Regions from separate parts of the Mus musculus genome. Here region 1 is linked to region 2. Evidence: chromatin contacts called from public promoter capture Hi-C data. All regions are on one chromosome and are shown on one strand. The core of a region is the stretch at or near the end of the contact, and the rest is flanking DNA. Distances in the headings are between cores, read along the strand shown. Region 1 holds the start of Tm7sf2 (transmembrane 7 superfamily member 2). Region 2 holds the start of Kdm2a (lysine (K)-specific demethylase 2A).

Region 1 (4,310 bases), core at 35-2,534, 1.7 Mb before region 2:
TGAAGAGGGTGTCCGGAAGGCCCAGAGCAGTGACTCAAGCAAAAGGACTTTCTCTGTGTACAGCAGCTCCCGGCAGCAGGGCCGCTATGCACCCAGCTACACACCCAGGTCAGGCTGCTAGGAGCCTCCCTGAGAGACAGAAGAGGGAGGCTGGGCAGAGTGGCCTCTCACTCTTTCTTTCCCCCTTCCAGTGCTCCCATGGACACAAACCTCCTGAGCAATATTCAGAAGCTGTTCTCTGAACGGATCGATGTGTTCAGCCCCGTGGAATTCAACAAGGTCTGAAGTACCTTCTCCTCTACATCCCAGGGGAAGGGTGGCTCCCACACTAACCCAGAGAGCCCTAGGACCACATCTGAGCAGAATTAAAGATCACTTTACGTAATCTCTGTCTCTAGGTCCAGAGCAAAACCACCTTGTCCACACTTTACTCTCCAAACTAGTCTTTAGTCATCGGGGGTTCCCACTCATATCTTGATCTCTGCCCCTCCGAAGCCCAAGCTCAGCAATATCTTTCCTCCATTTTACTTTGTAGTCAGTGGTGACTGCTGCCCATCGTATTCATGAGGCCCCATCTCTGATCTGACCACCGGGGTTTACCTGCCCTCGCCTTTATGGTGGCAACATTGCATTGTTCCCTTCTTAGCTGAGCCCTAGAAATTTCTGTCTTTATCTCCCTTGCCTCTGCTCAGAATTTGGATGTATCCTCCTCCCCAAAAGACGGCAATCCTGAGCTGCATCCCTGTGTCCACCTGCAGGTGTCGGTGCTGACTGGCATCATTAAGATCAGCTTGAAGACACTACTGGAGTGTGTGCGCCTACGCACCTTTGGGCGCTTTGGGCTGCAGCAGGTGCAGGTGGACTGCCACTTCCTGCAGCTTTACTTGTGGCGCTTTGTGGCTGATGAGGAGCTAGTGCACCTGCTGCTGGACGAAGTAGTAGCCTCAGCTGCTCTGCGCTGTCCCGACCCAGTGCCCATGGAACCTAGTGTTGTCGAGGTCATCTGCGAGCGCGGCTAGAATCTGCCAACGAGTCGCGTAGTAGCCCTATCGCCCTGTCCTCCCTGTGCCCTGTTCTCATCCTAGAGGCCCTTCCCCGCTGGCGGGTTCATGGATCCTTCTAATAAACTTATGTGTCCTCCTCCTTCCTCTTGCCTGCAGGGGCGGGACCCGCCCGGGTTGGGTTTCAGTGCCGAAGCTTCTGAGGCGCCAGCATGGGGCCCGCCTCCCAGCGCTGATTGGCTACTGTGCTGGGCCCAGGGTGGGCAGAGGGCGCGTCCATTTAAAGATCAATGAACAAGAGCAGCAGCTTTTCCACCTCCGTGTCTGATGCAGAGCCATAACCCGGCATGGGGCGGTTTGTGTTTCCTTGATCGACTTTTGTGAACCATTGTTCCCCGGCAAAGCAGAGATCATGACTTCTCGTGAGGCCTCCCAGGCCCCACTGGAATTCGGGGGGCCGTTGGGTAAATGGGAAGGTTTGGGGTGGAGGCTGACCTGATGCCACTTAACGGGAGCAGGATAGGATACGAGCTCTATAGAAGGCTCGGAGCAGAAGGATCCGGTGCGCGGGTGTCGGGGTGTCTGCAGAAGAGGAGGGAGTGCTGACAGCAGCACAGCGGGGAGTTTGTGTAATGAAAGACAGTTGGGAGAGCAGGATGGTCTTTGGGAATGCCAGAGGGCAGAGGAACAAGATGAAAATTAAGATAGGAGTATGGCGCTGGGAAACTGCTAAGCAGGCAGGTGACTCAAGGCGCCCGAGGACTTGAGAGAGCTCTTGGGAGCAGTCACGCTACACAGTGGCCCTCTTTCCAGGCGTCGCGGCTTTACTGATCCTGCTGCCTGCCACCATGTTCCACCTGCTCCTGGCGGCTCGCTCGGGCCCGGCGCGCCTCCTGGCCCTACCGGCCTATCTGCCTGGGCTGGAGGAGCTGTGGAGCCCATGGGCTCTGCTGCTATTGTTCATCTGGCTCGGCCTGCAGGTGGCGCTCTATTTGCTGCCTGCACGCAAGGTGTGTGATCTGTTTTAACACACCAGGGAGGAGGGTGCAGGGAGGGCTGGAGCCTGGGAAGTCATCCCCAGCTCTTATAAAACCTGCCCTGTACCCGCAGGTGGCCGAAGGCCTGGAACTGAAGGACAAGAGTCGCCTGCGCTACCCTATTAATGGTGACTGGGGTTCCCCCCCCTCCCTGAATCGCAGTTAACATGGGTTGGGGTGGGTTCCAAGGGTGGTGGGAGGTTTATGGACCAGCTCTGATGACATGTTTGTGCCCTTATGGGAACCTCGCCGTGCATCTACCTCTTTTGCTACTACTCAGCTCCAGGCCAATGGCCAATGTTCTCCCAGAACTGCGTGTGTGTGTGTGTGTGTGTGTGTGTGTGTGTGTTGGCTTTGGAAGTATGCAAGCCACCCCAGGGCTCACTCTGTGCTGTGGTTCAGGCTTCCAGGCTCTGGTGCTAACAGCCCTGTTGATGGGGCTGGGGGTGTCAGTGGGGCTGCCCCTGGGGGCACTCCCTGGAATGCTCCTGCCCTTGGCCTTTGCGACCACTCTCACCAGCTTTATCTTCAGCCTCCTCCTCTATGCGAAGGCTTTGGTAGCTCCTGCCTCAGCCCTGGCTCCTGGGGGAAACTCAGGTGAGAAGGGTCCCAGTGAGGTAGGGATGAGGTAGGTGGGATGCATGCATACCTGGTGTGCCTTCACCTTCTGTTGTTCCCCAGGAAATTCCATGTATGACTTCTTTCTTGGACGGGAGCTGAACCCTCGCCTCGGTTCCTTTGACTTCAAATATTTCTGTGAGCTGAGACCTGGCCTCATTGGCTGGGTATGCTGACATGCTGGACTTAATTCTGCTGGACTTGGGCCAGGAGAAGAGCAGAGTGGGCTAGCATTGCTGGGTGGGCAGCAATCATTCATTCATTCATTTGCCAATATGTTGCTGTGTTATGAACCTATGGTTTTGCTTTAATAGAACAAGAGGGTTTTTAATATAAAATCTTGAGAGAGAGAGAGAGAGAGCGCGCGCATTTGGCTTATGTACATAAAGCCCTAGATTCCAACCCTAGCACCACAAAACTAAATCTATACCACAGTGATGACAGGCTGTATGGGGGAGCAAAGCAGGCAGCGAGCTGGGAAAGCAGGTGCAGCTTCGGATGTAGCGGCCAAATATAAAATCAACTTCAAAGACAGCTAAGGAGAAGCTTGAAGGACCAGGCAACTGCCTCCAGGGATTGTCAGATTTAACACCTTGTTTGTCATTGGTGGCCTTGACAACAGGCCAGCTGTTCTTGTGTTAAGATCACATGTACATGGGGTACATGGGTGGTGGCCAAGAGCTCCAAAGGGGCTCAGGCAAGGTCCTGCCTTCACTGTAGAGGCAGGAGTGCCCATGTCCACTGAATCTGAGTTTGGATTTGGTTTAGTTTTGAAACAGGTCTCACTCGGATAGTCCAGACTAGTCTCAAAATCAAGGTTCCTTCTACTTCCCTCAGCTAATCAAGTAACTAGGATTACAGTTACTACAATCCCACCAGGCCTAGTCCCAACATTAATCGGAGACTGGCCTGTCAACATATATGCCAGAATATAAGGTTATTTTCTCACTCATAAAACAGGATTGAATGAAATTTTCTTCTACAATTTCCTGTGAGGGCTGGGTGTAGTAGGGCATGCCTTTGATCCCAGCACTCCAGAGGCAATAGCAGGCAGATCTCTGTGAGTTCAAGGCCAGCCTGGTCTATATGGTTCCAAATCAACCAAAGCTACTTAGTGAAACTCTCTCTCTCTCTCTCTCTCTCTCTCTCTCTCACTCTCTCTCTCAAGAAAATACCACATCAGTATTACTGAAGAAACTACACTATTCAGGCCACTGGAGCTACTAGAAAGAGAGTCTAAAGCCAGGCAGTGGTGGTGCACACCCTTAATCCAGCACTTTGGCAGAGACAGGTGGATCTCTGAGTTCGAAGCTAGCCTGGTCTACAGAAAAAGTTTCAGGACAGCGAGGGATACACAAAGAAACCCTGACTTATTTATATTTTTTAAAGATGTATTTGATTTATATGAGTACACTGTAGCTGTTTCCAGACACACCAGAAGAGGGCATCAGATCTCTTTACAGATGGTTGTGAGCCACCATGTGGTTACTGGGAATTGAGCTCATGATCTTTGGAAGAGCAGTCAGTGCTCTTATCCACTGAGCCATCTCTCCAGCCCACCCCTTTTAAAAAAATATTTATTTATTTATTAAAGTACACTGTAGCTATCTTTAGACACTCTAGAAGAGGGCGACAGAACTTGTTATGGATGGTT
Region 2 (4,139 bases), core at 1,366-3,865:
TACCCATCAGAGCCACTATGATTTGGGGTAATACGATGGGCCATCTGCTTTGGTAGATGGCAGCCAGCCTGTAGAGACAGTATTGTTTAGTCAGTTCCCCTACTGTAGTGTAGTTGAGATTTTTGTTTTATAGCTACAAAAATCCTGATGTCTTTGGGGCCACACCTGCCACTGGATATAAAAGACTACCGCCTTTTTCTGAGACAGGGTTGCACTCTGTAAGGCCAAGCTGACCTGAATTCATTATCCACATAGGTTGGCTTTTAACTTATGGGACTCTTCCTGCCTCAGCCTCTGTGGAGTCCTAGGATTGCCTCCCAAGTGTGAGTCACCACACGGGTAAGAGTACTAGTTTAAAACATATTTTACTATAGCCTGGAACACCAAAAGAGGCCTTCAATCTGGCAAAGTTTCTGACAGTGACTCTTCGAAGCAATGCTCTAAAAAGTCTGAAAAGCAACTGGTATCAGAATAAAGTGACTTTGCTCAGTGCCTGGCTGCAAGATAATGAGACCATACAAACCAATCACTTTTGTTGTGAGATGTTTCTGTTGGCAGTTGCAGAGCTGTGAACCTCTATCACAGTAATATGCACACGTTTAATCTTATATTCCCATTGTTTAGTTTTAAAACGAGTTTAGAAACACAAAGCTCTTTCTCTTGTCTACTAAAGATGTGAAAAGCAGCAGAGAATGTCTGTTAAAATCCTGTGTGCAAAACTTTTTGCTGTATTAAGTAATACTTTGGATTTAAGGAGTGTCTTTCTTTACCCCAGTTCAAACTGTGATAGCAAAAGAAAGTATCATTTTTTCCAACTGTCGGCCACTAACGTCTTCCTAAAAGACCTAGAAGGCTGTTTACGAACGTTATTATGATAGCTCTACCACGGTAGTCTTCCTCTTCCAACCCAGACTCTTCAGAATCAAGGTGAAGAGTTGGAAACCAAGGCAGGGAGAAAAAAATGTGACACCAGTCAGCAAGGGGAAAGTGCCAACCTCAAGCACTTGGATGTGTAGCGTCCAGGCCACCGTCCTTTGTGGGATTTACAATTTAAACGGGCCTCAAAGCACGAGATTGGCTGGGGAACTGCCCTGAGCGCAGTTGGGCTGCTCGCATGGCATTGCTGTTACCTCTGGCTGGGCTCCGTCGACGTCCGGAGCCCGCTTGCCCGTCGGGCGGCTGTCGAGCCGCGGGAGCCGGTTCGTCGGCAGGGCCGAGCAGCTTGGGCCGCCGCTGCCCCATCGCTGACCCTCGCGCGAAGCTGCGCACACAAACCGGAGACATTTTCTCGGCTGGGCCTCCCTCGCAAGCCGCGGCCCTGGGGTTAGGGGCGGCCCGCGCCCCTCTCCGTGGGGGGTGCCCCGACTCGCCGGGGGCGGGGTCACGTCCCACCCGGGCCGCCGAGGGCACCGGCGCTACGGAAACCTGAGCGTGGCCAACAGCAGGGGCTCCCTGGGCCACCTCCCTGGGAGCCTGCGGCCCGCAGTGGGGTGTGCTAGCTGCTGCCACCCCTGAGCCGTCGTGGATCCCACTGTCGCGCACAGCACCTGTGGACTCCCTTGTCAAGCGTCTGGAGCTGCCCTGAGGGAACAGAGCTCGGGACAGACATGCTACTGCTACCGGTTCCTGCCCCTTCGGAGCGGCGAGGAGTGGGTGAGGCGAAACCGGTTCGCTGCACGGACAGGAGCTCCCCCCGTGCTAAGGGCGGCCAGGCCCTGCAGCGGGGGGCGCAGGGGCCTACTCCGGGATGGCGAGCAGGTGGGCCTCGGCCGGCCGGCGCGTGAGGGAGGGCGCCCGGCGGGAGGGCGCTTCTTTCCGTGCACTCCCTGGGTCTGACAAGACCCGAGCACAGCACCCGGCTCTGGCCCGCTCCCATGGCATGACCCCGGGGGACCCCGCGTTGAAGCGGCCAACGGCTGCCCTGACCCAGGCCGTCTGGCCCACGTTTGTGTGACCCGTCTGACCACCCAGCAGAGGTGGCTCGAAGGGGAAGGGGAGATGCTTCCTACTGCTTGGGGCGGGGTGCTGTGTTTTGTGGGGGTCGGGGGTCACAACCCTCCCTAGAGTAGTGGGGGAGGGAGGGCGGCTGGCGCAGCTGGCCGGCGGTGGGCGGGGTCACCGGCGAAGTTGCGAGTGTGTGTGTGTGTGTGTGTGTGCGCGCGCGCGCGCGTCTGTGTGTGCGTGTGTGTCTGTGTGCGGGTGTGGGGGAGAGAGAGAGCGCGCGCGGAGGAGGCTCGCGACTGGCGCGCAGGCGCAGGCACCCGGTCGAGCCGGCGACCTGAGAGGAGGCGGGCAGGGAGCGGGGGCGGTAGGCCGGCCAGAGGGCGTGCGGGCTGACGCGAGGGGGGGAGGGCGGGGAACCGCGTCGGCGTCGCGGGGCGCGGGCGATTCGAGGCCGACGCAATCGGCGCGTGCGCGCTCCGGCGGTGTGTCCGTGGTAGAGGGGGCGGGGTGGGGTGGGGGGAGTGACGCGTGCGCGTTCACGTGTGTCCCGGAGAGCGGTAAGACGCGCAGGGAGGCTCGAAAGAGGTGGGGGTGGAGAGGCGACGGGAGGGAGGGGGTGGTGGTGAAGAGAGGGCGCCTGCGCAGTGAGGCCGGAGGAGCTGTGTGTATGTGAGAATCTGACGGGTTCAAAATGGCGGCGGCTGCTTCAGCGGATCCTCCTGTGTGAGGGAAACAACACCCCTCCCCGGCAGCGGCGGCGGCGGCGGCGGCGGGCCGCAGAGCACCTTTCCAGTTCCCGGGCCCGTCGCGGTTGTTTCCCTCCCGGGCAGTGGGCTCTTCGCGTGGAAGGGCAACGTCAGGGGGCCCATCCCCCGGAGTCCCTCCTCTGCTACTGGGGAGTAGCTGGGGGTGTACGGGGGATCGTCCCGCAGCGCGGAGCCCCGGCTCAGGGGACGACGCAAAGGCAGCCGAAGGCCCCCGGTCAGGGCGCTTCGCTGCTCCCGCCCTCTCCGCCCCCCGGGGCCGGGGCCCGCGTTCCGGGGGGCCGGGCGGCGCGGGGAGCGTCGGCCGGGCGGGTCTCAGCTGATCGGCCGCGGTTCCTGGGCTTCGGTAGCGGCTGTGGCCGGCTGAGGGTACCGAGAGGAGGGTGTTTCCCGCGGCCCGGTTGACCCGGGTCTCGGGCTGGGGCTGCTGACCGCCAGCTTGGGGGAGTAGCCGAGTGGTCTTGCTTCCCTGACGCCTCGGACGCGGAGTCTGTAAAAGCCAGAAGAGGAGGTTTGATTCAGTAACTGTTTCCTCTTTTCCGGGTCGCTCTGACCCTTCTCTGGATACTGGGTTAATACACAGAAATACCGAAGACGACGTTTGGGATTTTATTTTGTCTGTGTTTGGAATTTTACTTCTCTCTTGGACAAGAACTCAAGAACAAAATCCTCGGTGAGATTTCCCCTCCCCCCTCCCCCGCCCTGGGAAGTTTGGTTCCCGGTCTTATCTAAAGACTTAATGTAAAGTTTTTATTTCTTTGCAAGGGGTGAGCCACAGAACGCCTTTTCCCTAGGGGAGCAGTCGAGGTTTACCGCTTTGCTGTCCGGCCCTGGGGTGCAGACTGTGTCCCTCGCGACCGAGGCCGAGGAGGGCAGTGCCACGAACTGCTCTCGCAAACTATGTCATCGGGTCCTCTGAAAGGATTTTGTTAACGTGGCCGTATTATATTTACAAGAGAGAAAAAAAACATTTGTATATCCAATTAGAAGCCATTATTCTGGAGAAAGATATTTAGAAAAACGAAAACCCTTGCTTGGTGTTGTGGATTGATTGACGTGCCAACCGGCCTTTATTTAATGGATGTTTCACCCGTATCCATATATCGAGACGTTTCATTTATTATTTACTCATCTAGATTAGATGGTATTTTTGCCTCCGTTTGCAACTCTCAAATTTGTTCTGTAGTTGTCCACCTTGAGGTGGATGGTAGTTTGGGGAAGGCAGTTCCTTACTAGAAGGATATGGGACATTGGTTTGAAGTCTTTCTGTAAAACCAAATTTTTCTTGCCCTCTTTTTTTTTTTTTTTAATGAAAGTAACCTCCCCGTTTTGCTTATAATTTGTTATTACCTGTTTGAGAACTCACTGGTTTAGGGTCTGGCTTAGTTTTGTGTGTACTTCACCTTCACCTGGCCATTCAGCACTTTAGAA

The links. Promoter capture Hi-C pulls out the DNA fragments that hold promoters and counts their contacts.
Region 1: a promoter capture Hi-C map of liver shows a contact between it and region 2, with 4 times the contacts expected there. The contact joins the promoter of Tm7sf2 here to the promoter of Kdm2a in region 2. A contact is called at or near these places in 1 of 39 promoter capture datasets (liver), 2 of 115 datasets of contacts at active chromatin or transcription factors (astrocytes and pancreatic cancer cells) and 2 of 9 other capture datasets (adipose tissue and liver).

What each region holds. Positions count from the first base shown.
Region 1 is chr19:6,064,824-6,069,133 of GRCm38.p6, reverse strand. It overlaps Tm7sf2 (transmembrane 7 superfamily member 2), which reads left to right and starts at 1,284. Exons shown (of 10, transcript NM_028454.2): 1 at 1,284-1,465; 2 at 1,815-2,011; 3 at 2,112-2,166; 4 at 2,441-2,635; 5 at 2,720-2,823. The coding sequence starts at 1,414. It overlaps Vps51 (VPS51 GARP complex subunit), which reads left to right. Exons shown (of 10, transcript NM_001081041.1): 8 at 1-108; 9 at 192-279; 10 at 759-1,292. The coding sequence ends at 1,019.
Region 2 is chr19:4,395,553-4,399,691 of GRCm38.p6, reverse strand. Kdm2a (lysine (K)-specific demethylase 2A) reads left to right here and starts at 2,615. Exons shown (of 21, transcript NM_001001984.2): 1 at 2,615-3,381. 9430078G10Rik (transcription initiation factor TFIID subunit 4) reads right to left here and starts at 3,808. Exons shown (of 3, transcript XM_030251152.1): 1 at 3,799-3,808; 2 at 2,242-3,362; 3 at 1,051-1,581. The coding sequence starts at 3,808. The coding sequence ends at 1,051.